Linked DNA regions of Mus musculus: region 2 is linked to region 1. The links are chromatin contacts, called in public HiChIP or PLAC-seq maps. All regions are on one chromosome and are shown on one strand. Each heading gives the region's core, a stretch centred on a gene start, on an enhancer-like site or on the middle of the called end of the contact. The rest is flanking DNA. Distances are from core to core; before and after follow the strand shown.

Region 1 (4,258 bases), core at 695-3,194:
AGCATCCAAGGTCTCTCCTCCCTGGTTCAGTTATTCCTTCCCATAGTCCAACTCCATTTTTCTCTTACCATCCAAAATGTCTTGTTTACATCACTATTGTCTTTCTACAGTCGAAAGTTCTAGAAGAACTAGGATCTCGCCTGACCCATCTCACAGTTCAGCACCTCGTACCTAGTAGATTCCCTGTGAACATATGTTGACTAAAGAATGAATAAACAAATGGATGGGTGTTGTGGGTAGTGCCAGGGCTGTGCCAAATGTGACCCTGTGACCTGTGCCAACTTCTAAGAGGAGGGGTTGACAACAGAGTCAGGAGACATGAATTCAAGCCCTATACTGCCAATTAGTGGTTGTATGATTTTGGGCACTCACGACCTCTGGAGCCTTGGTTTCTTAATCTGCATATCTAGAAAAATGATCTCACCTGCTGAGGCATATTCTCAGGAATGAGTAGTTACATATGTAACATGACTTAGTGCATAGTAGAGGTTTAAGAGAAGGTAAGTTTCCTTCTCCCCTCCCCCACGTCTCCTGGAGGCTCAGAGGGAGAATGTGTCAGGGGCTATGCTGTGGCTTTGTGGTGGCTTGTGTTGGTTTGGGGGCTTGGGGATTAGACCCAGGATCTTGCACTAGGCAAGCATTCCGAGCCACTGAGCCAAATCCATGTGCAGGAGAGTATTATGCCTGGACCTCAAACGCTTTCATCAGTAGCCTCGGGGATCTAGAGTTCAGAGACAACTCAGTCAAAGATCTCATTTTTATTTCCCTCGTTTTGTGGCACCAGAGGTTGAAGCCTGGGTCTCCGGCACACTAGGCGAGCAATTGGTCAGCGCTTTATATCTCCAGCCTGTTGATGTTGTTGTTGACAGGGTCTCACTGTATATCCCCGGCTGACCCAGAACTCAACAGGCAGACAAGGATAACTGAACGTCTTATCCTCCTGCCCACACCACTGGAATGCTGGGGTTACACATCTGGTGGAACACACGGGGCCTCCTCCAGGGGTTTTTAGAGTGGCCTGAGGCTGGGGCCGGCTTTCAGAAAGAAGAAATGTGTGTTCTGGTTTGAGGCAGGTCAAGCTGTGCCCTGACAGAAACTGGGGTATAGTAGCTGTTTCTAAGTCCTGGATTCTTCTTCCCTGTCTTTTAATCCTTAGTCTGCCTTTTAGGAAAATGGAAGGCTACAGAATTTGCTATATTATTATTACGAGAATGACAAGAAAAAAATACTGCGGCGATGAACAGGGCGATTCGATTTCGATTCTCCCTCCTGCCCATGACACATATATTTAAAATCTGAAAAGGAGGAGGGGATAAGATTCAAAAGTAGCAATAAGCCTCGGCCTCTATGATCTGTAGAGAGAAAGAGAAAAAAAATAGTAATATCCATCCCAGAAAAACCCTGGGTGGGCCCAGATGGAGCAAAGAGCTACATAGATCTTTAAACCTCCATCAGGACCATAACTGACACTCACATGCTACATGATGATGGGTAATAACGCCCTCTCTCTAAGCAGATTTCACCTCACCTAAGATGGAACAGGTACGCCAGGCATGCGGTAATTCGAAGGGCCAATCAAAGGAATAAATTAGAAAGCGGCCGGGCCGCCTTGTCAACACGGCAACATTACTCTACACAGACCTCCCTCGACTTCTGCCGCTGGAGGGCGCTGTCCCTCTAAGTCCCGGCAGGCTCGGGCCAATCGCAAGCAGCAGCTTCTTTAAAGACCAAAGGAGGGAATTCGGTCCGAGAGAGGGGGCGGGGAAGGGGCGTGCCTTTCAGCCAATCAGAAACTCCTGAGAGCCAGCGATTCCCTTGCAAAACTGTGTTGGCCCGTGATAGGGGGAGGGACAAGAGGAGGGCATCTCCTGCTGTGTGACAGCTGTGCTGACCAATGGGCGTGCGGCCCGCGGCCTATAAGTGTCAGCTGGGCCCGAGCCGCCTGGCTCTAAGATCTGTTAGTCCTCCCTGCCGTCGGGGGTGTTCCCTGGGTTTGCCTCGCCGCCGCCGGGTCCCCGCACCCCGCCTTGGCCCGTGCACAGCCACTCTCCCTGCCCTCCTCGCCTTCACCATTCCCGGGTTTCTGCCGTCCAGGCACCGGGGCCGGGTGAATGATGCCGTCGGAGAGTGGAGCTGAGAGCCTGGAGCAGCCAGCTGCGCAGGTGGGGACCGGTGCAGCCTCGGCAGTGGCCACGGCTGGGGCGGCCGGCGGCGGCCCGGACCCGGAGGCCTCCTCGGCCTCCCTGGGACGGCACCAGAGTCGGCTGAGCTGGCCACAGGTGAAGCGGCTGGACGCGCTGCTGAAAGAGCCGATCCCCATTCACGGACGAGGCAACTTCCCCACGCTGAGCGTGCAGCCCCAGCAGATCGTGCAGGTGAGGGGGACCCTGGCAGGGTCGGGGGTGGGGTGGTGCTCTGCTGCAAGGTACCTGGAGTCTATGACTGGCCGGGAAGCTAGGGAAACTAAGAAACAGGAACCCGACTACTAGTTCAGCTCTTCCTGCACCCTGCTGAGCTTGCCTGCTTGCCGTTCTGGGGACCTCTTATTCCCTTGGGAACCACTCACCAAGACCCTGGCTGGGAAATGGGGTGGAGATGGAGGAGGCACTAGATGGGACATCGCCCTGGCAGTCGCCAGTGAGGAGGGTGTGTACCTGGTTCCAGAATAGCTTTTCTTCTTCTACCTCACATCCTTGGACCTCCTGCACCCTCAGGGTTCTAGGGCACTCTGCCCTTGTGTTCCCACAACCCTTAGCTCAAGAAGCCTTGGCTAGGTGAAACAGCCCAGAAATTCCTGGGAAAGCTCCCAACCTCCCACGTGTTGCGGCCAGACCGGAGACCTCACCCCTTTGAAGATAGCATCAAATTTCCATTTTAGGGGTTCCTTCTCCCTTAAGGCTAGAATGAAGGCCGGCCCAAGGTTCAGACCCCAAAACACTATCTCCCTCCTGAGGATCAGATTCTGGCAGCTGCCCCCCTCCCCCATCAAACTACAGCTCTTTTAACCTAACCCTGCAAGACCCCAAACTTGCTCTTTCTGCATACAGCCCGAGCACTGTGGAATTCTGAAATACCAGAGGATGCCCGTTCTTATACCCCATTCTAACTGAGGCCTCGGGTGGGAGGGTGAGCTACCTACCAAAGGCTATCCAGTGAGGTGGAGGTCAGGTTCAGGGAGGGAGTCCTGGAGCTCCCCAGGAACAGATGGTATCTGATCAACAGTTCCTCTCCCCCCCCATCCCCATCCCACCCCACTCCCCAGATTCCCAAACTCAACATCTAGTCCTGAAGTCCCTGTATAATGAAACCCAGAAAAGTTAGCTAGTGCTAGTTCCTGTGTGTTCCTGTCAATCATGGTCTTTCCACACAAGCCAGGTAAAGCTGGGCTTTATCATTCCCCACCCCCTTACTACAGCCTTCCACAGAGAGGGAGGGTGGCTGTTGGGGGACGGTCAGTCTTGCCCTCCCTCCCTAGGAACGGGGAATGAGGTGGAGGGTGTGGGGATGGATTCTCGAGGGCTGACTCACTGGCTGTCCCAGTGGGGCTGGCTATGGCATTCCATGCTCCCCTGACGTTGCCTGGATTATTAGTAAATGGCTTCAGCTTGTTTTGTTTTGAGATTAGGGTCCTCCTATGTTTTGTCCAGGCACCTATGAAACTCAAATGATCCTCCTGCCCCCAGCTTCCTCTGTAGCTGGGACTACAGGTGTGTCGCTACCCTTATGCTGGTTTTTCTCTGGAAGGAAACCCCCAGAATTCCAGGCAGGATGGGAAGGAAATGGGGGCACTCAGAGTGACTAGGCCTCTCTGCAGGGACAGGTATCCGAACTTGAGCAGGAATGTGACTGGGTACCCACCTCGGTCCCCCAGTCATGTGAGGGGAGTGAGTCTGTGGGAGCCAATTGCACGGCACAGTCCTCCTGAGCTGGTCATCCCAGAACAGGGAGCTGTTAGCTGTGGAGTGGAGAGGTGGCAGAGGCCTCCTGTAAAGTCCATTGTTTCTTCCTTCTATTGGGCTCAGTGGCCCCATCTGTCCAATGGATGTGGGTTTGACTACTCAGCAGTATCCTTTCTGGTTCCAGACTCCCAAGGGACCATGCGCCTTCACCTGCCTATGCAGCCAATCTGTCTTCTGGTGGGGATCCGCAGCTGACGGCTCTTAAAGCTGTTGGGATGTGGGGGGGGGGAGCTGCAGGAGGGAGATATGGGGGAGAGGAAGGAGCCTGCTAGGGCTTCTCACAAGTGCTAAGTTGTCTC
Region 2 (4,258 bases), core at 1,016-3,515, 170 kb before region 1:
AGCACTGTGTGTTTTGCATGAACGTTTTCAGCTATCATACTCGGATCAACAAAGGAGATATCATGATTATTCCTATTTTACAGAGACTAAAGTTCTGGGGTGCGGTGGCCTTTTACACTTAACACTGAGAGAGATCTAGGGCTGGACTTGTTCTGCCTTGCTTCAGAGACCCGCTTGTAACCGCATTGAAATGAGTTTACTTAATGAATGGTGCATGCTCACACACCTAGCTGCTTAGGAAGCAGAGGGTGGATCCTCGCTCATAACAACAGAGCGGGGCAGACTGAGGTCGGGCACACATGGCATCTCAGGACTCCAGTAGCTGAGGAGCTGAACCCCAGCTCCAGAGCAAGCCCCATCTCAGCATCCAACCATCCTGTCAAACAGGGGTTTTGTCACTTAGCTCAGTGGTAGAAAATTTATCTGGGATGTAAGAGGCCATGAGTTTGACTCCCAGTACCCCAAAGGGAAAAAGAAAGAAGGGTAATAATGCCATCCGTGTCTGAAGGGAACAGGGCAAACAGGCAAACACACAGGACACTGGAACAGGGAGGAGACCCACTTCCTGTCTGCTGGGGGAAAGACCAGGTGGAAGGAAGCATTGCAGCAGAGCCACTGAAGCGGAGCACATACAGTAATTTCATGCAGAGATCCTTACCGGATAAGCCCATCCTCTGCGGCGCTCCAGAACGTGTTAGGCCACATGGGCGCCGTGGCAATGCGCTTCACCCGGTTTGTGTGGTCTCCAAACATGTGGATCGTCTCCTTTACCGTAAGGTCGTGGACGTGCACCTTGGAGTCAGCTGCCCCCGTGATCAAAATGCGGTCTCCAGCATGAGGCAGGAACTGCTCACAAGAGATCAAATGATTGGCAGGAGATAGGAGAGAGCTGGCTACTGAAGGAGAATGGCCTGGGTGTCAGCGCGCCTTCTCCCTCTCGTATCACTAAGTTTGTAAGAGCTCACCAAAGTGAGCCTGGCTATCGAGCAGCAGCCGATCAGCACAGAAGTTCAGTCAGGATCTGCACTTCGTGCAGTCGGAGTGGTCACCATGCACGCCGAGCTGCGCTGCCTAAGGAGCCCTTTTTTCTGACTCCTCTCCAGATAGGAACTGAGTGGATGATAATTCTCGCTATCCCTTACTAAGAATTCCCAAATTAGGGGCTGGGTGTGTCTCTTCGAGGTGAGCACCCACTTAGTATGTGTAAAAACCAAAGTTTAATCCTGAGCATAGGAGAAGGAGAAACCTTTAAGGGTCATGGCTAAGGGCATAGCTTACTGGCAGACCACATGTGTGACATCCTTGATGTTCTAGGTTCAATTCTAGCACCAAAATAAAGCAGAGCAAGCAACCAACCACTGAGTTTCAGAACACCGCAAGGCTGTTCAAACCCAGACTGGGGCTTTATATATCCACCCACCCACCCACCCACCTACATCTCAGTTCATCCACATGTCCGGCCATCCAGGTTTGGATTAAAAAGCAATTCCCATCTTTTGACCTAAACTCCTAATTCTATGAAAGATCCAAAGGATCCAAAAGAGAAAATGGGATCTAGGCAAAAAATGTTCAGCCAAATACTCCTTATAGAGCAAACAGTGGGAAGAGTGCAGATGTTGGGCTGTGGAGAAGGGCTGGCCACTATAAGACTACTACCATCACCCCAGTCAAGTGAAGAACGTAACATTCCAGATGACACGAAGAAAACCTCTCTCCCTCCCTGTCCCTTTGTGTGTGTCTGTTTGTCTATCTCCCCTCCTTCCTTCCCTGTACTGAAGACAGATCAGATACTGGCATGGAGAAAGGCAGGCAGCTGCTCTACCACAGAGCTATATCCCAGCTCTCCCTTTTGATTTTTATTTGGAAGAGAAAACAAAAATGCTCTTCTGCTTTGTCACTTAGAAATAGGAATATATAAACTTATTTTTAGGGGCATGCCTCAATCTTTATTCTTGTCTGGAGGCAGCATAGATTCCAGCCACAGCAAAAATAGGTGAAGTAAGCCCTCAGTGCTGCCTTGCTTGCAATGTGCCGCAGCTGCCACCAGGGGGAGCGCCTGGACGGAATATGATGAATGCCCAGAGGCAGTGTTTTCACTAAGTCCATGGAAAAGGAGGCTTTTCTTAAACAAACTGGAAAGAGTGCAGTGGGTGATGGCACTTGCCACACAAGCCTGGTGACTTGAAATCAAGCCTGGGGTCCCATAAAAAGGAAGGAGAGGATCAACTCCACCAAGCTGTCCTTTGGCTTCCTCACATTCCCCCGTCCCATATCACACACCTATATCATAATACATTGCTGAAAATGTATTTTTAGTGGGTGGTGGTGGTGCACCCCTTTAATCCCAGCACTCAGGAGGCAGAGCCAAGCAGATCTCTGTGTGTTCAAGGCCAGCTTAGTCTTTACAAAGCAAGTTCCAGGACAGCCAAAACTGTTGCACAGTGAAATCCTATCCCAAACAAACAAACAAACAAACAAACAAACAAAACAAAACCAAAAACAAAAAACCTACCACCACCACCAAAAACAAAAAAGAAAAAGAGGTGTTTTATTTAAACCACCAAAACTGGGCTGGTGAGATGGCTTAGCAGGTAAGAGGGACGGCTGCTCTTCTGAAGGTCCTGAGTTCAAATCCTAGCAACCACATGGTGGCTCACAAACATCTGTAATGAGATCTGACACCCTCTTCTGGTGTGTCTGAAGACAGGTACAGTGTACTTGTCTTTATTTATAATAATAAATCTTTGGGCCAGAGCAAGCAGGGATTAAGCAAGCGAGGCCGACCAGAGAGAGCAGAGGTCCTAAATTCAATTCCCAACAACCACATGAAGGTTCACAACCATCTGTACAGCTACAGTGTACTCATATACATAAAATAAATAAAATCTTAACACTAAAAACACTAGAAGGTTGTGAACAACTACTGTCAAAATATAATCTTGGAAGGTGACCACAGACGTACTGCAGCGTCTTTCCCACACATCAGAACCACAAACCAAGCTCCAGTTGTTCTGCTTCTAGAACAATCCCAGGCACTCACCCGCAGAGGTGAGAGAGAGGGAGTGAGGCAGAACTCAGGGTGATGAGGCTCAGAGCTCCCTGAGGTGGCTCTGGTTTCAGGTAGAGTCACTGCTCTTAAGGAGACAGCCGCACACTCGTGGGCCCACAGATATAAATAAATATACAACGGCAGGGCTGACAAGCCCTTTCCTCACAGGTCACTTCAGATCCAATGTGCCCAGCGACAGGTCACCTCAGTGCAAAAACCCTGCTTCTGGGAGTGGGGCACCAAGGCTCTGCACCCACAGATCTCCAAAGAAACAACGAATGATAAGCATGCAGGATTGTCCTTCCAAGCAAAGATGTAAAACCTGTTCTTTCATCTTGTGTTATCTGTTGGGCCAGGTCATGTTAAGCTACTACAATCAGGACAAGAGGTGGCTAGTAGTCTAAATGACCCTCACAGCCAGGGCCTCCCCAAGGCCCCGCAACCAGGACCAGAGGTGGCTAATAGCCTAAAAAAGCCCTATGCTATTTGTATGACTAAGACCAGGTCAGAGCACTGCTTAGGCCCTTAAGCTAGTGTAGGTAGCCGAGAACCAACCCATCCTCTTGGAAGAAATGGCATGTACCCCAAGTCGAGTTTCAATGTAATTACAATGTCCATGTACACCAGGGATTGTATTATACCAGGAAACTTTTTTTCCAGATTAAACTATGGTTAAATCTGAGGGCTAAAGCCCCTGGCATCAGACTTCCCAAATCTCCATCCAGGTTGATGGTCAATGGGAACCAGGTTCTCACCTCTTCGTGGTTCAAACTCCCTGCCTGACACCCCCCAGAGACCCCCTCCCTCTGACACTTCTCCAGAGGCTGTTCAGGCCAGACATGGTGGCACATGCCTTTAATCCTAGCATTCAGGAGGCAGAGGCAGGTGGATGTCTATGAGTTTGAGAGCAGCCTGGTCTACAGAGTGAAACCCTGCCTTAAAAAAGCAAATAAAAACAACTTTCTTCAATGACCCCACGCATTAGGGGCTCTTTCCTCTCCAGACCCACATGTAATTCTAAGGCCTAACAGCCACGGCTGGGTTTGCTCTCTGGGATCAAGACCTAACCTCTGTGCACAGGGATGAAAAGACTGTCAACTGTAGGCAGTAAAGTGCTGGCATCCATGAAGCCCTAGGTTCTGCCCTCAGCACCATATAAGCTTATGGTAAAGCACTCAGAGGAGGCCCAGCGGAGGGCTAGAAGTTCAC

What was found. HiChIP or PLAC-seq counts read pairs in DNA pulled down with a chosen protein or histone mark.
Region 2: a contact with region 1 is called in an H3K4me3 HiChIP or PLAC-seq map of bone marrow-derived macrophages, with 2.3 times the contacts expected there. The contact joins the enhancer-like site here to the promoter of Tent5b in region 1. A contact is called at or near these places in 5 of 39 promoter capture datasets (the 3T3-L1 cell line, the C10 cell line, HPC-7-derived erythroid cells and 2 more), 1 of 15 datasets of contacts at CTCF or cohesin (large pre-B cells), 7 of 115 datasets of contacts at active chromatin or transcription factors (bone marrow-derived macrophages, embryonic basal ganglia, embryonic forebrain and 3 more) and 4 of 9 other capture datasets (adipose tissue, embryonic stem cells, macrophages and 1 more).

The regions. Positions count from the first base shown.
Region 1 is chr4:133,478,189-133,482,446 of GRCm38.p6, forward strand. Tent5b (terminal nucleotidyltransferase 5B) reads left to right here and starts at 1,945. Exons shown (of 2, transcript NM_175307.6): 1 at 1,945-2,375. The coding sequence starts at 2,112. Gm13257 (a long non-coding RNA gene) reads right to left here. Exons shown (of 3, transcript XR_390815.4): 3 at 3,289-4,258.
Region 2 is chr4:133,308,091-133,312,348 of GRCm38.p6, forward strand. Wdtc1 (WD and tetratricopeptide repeats 1) reads right to left here. Exons shown (of 16, transcript NM_199306.4): 6 at 659-846. Among named protein-coding and RNA genes, the nearest start is that of Wdtc1, 29 kb to the right of the region's middle. Within about 2 kb of position 2,266, at least 5 of the 459 cell types and tissues checked have an H3K27ac peak or open chromatin away from gene starts, as enhancers often do. A contact at or near this core is called in bone marrow-derived macrophages, where this site is marked.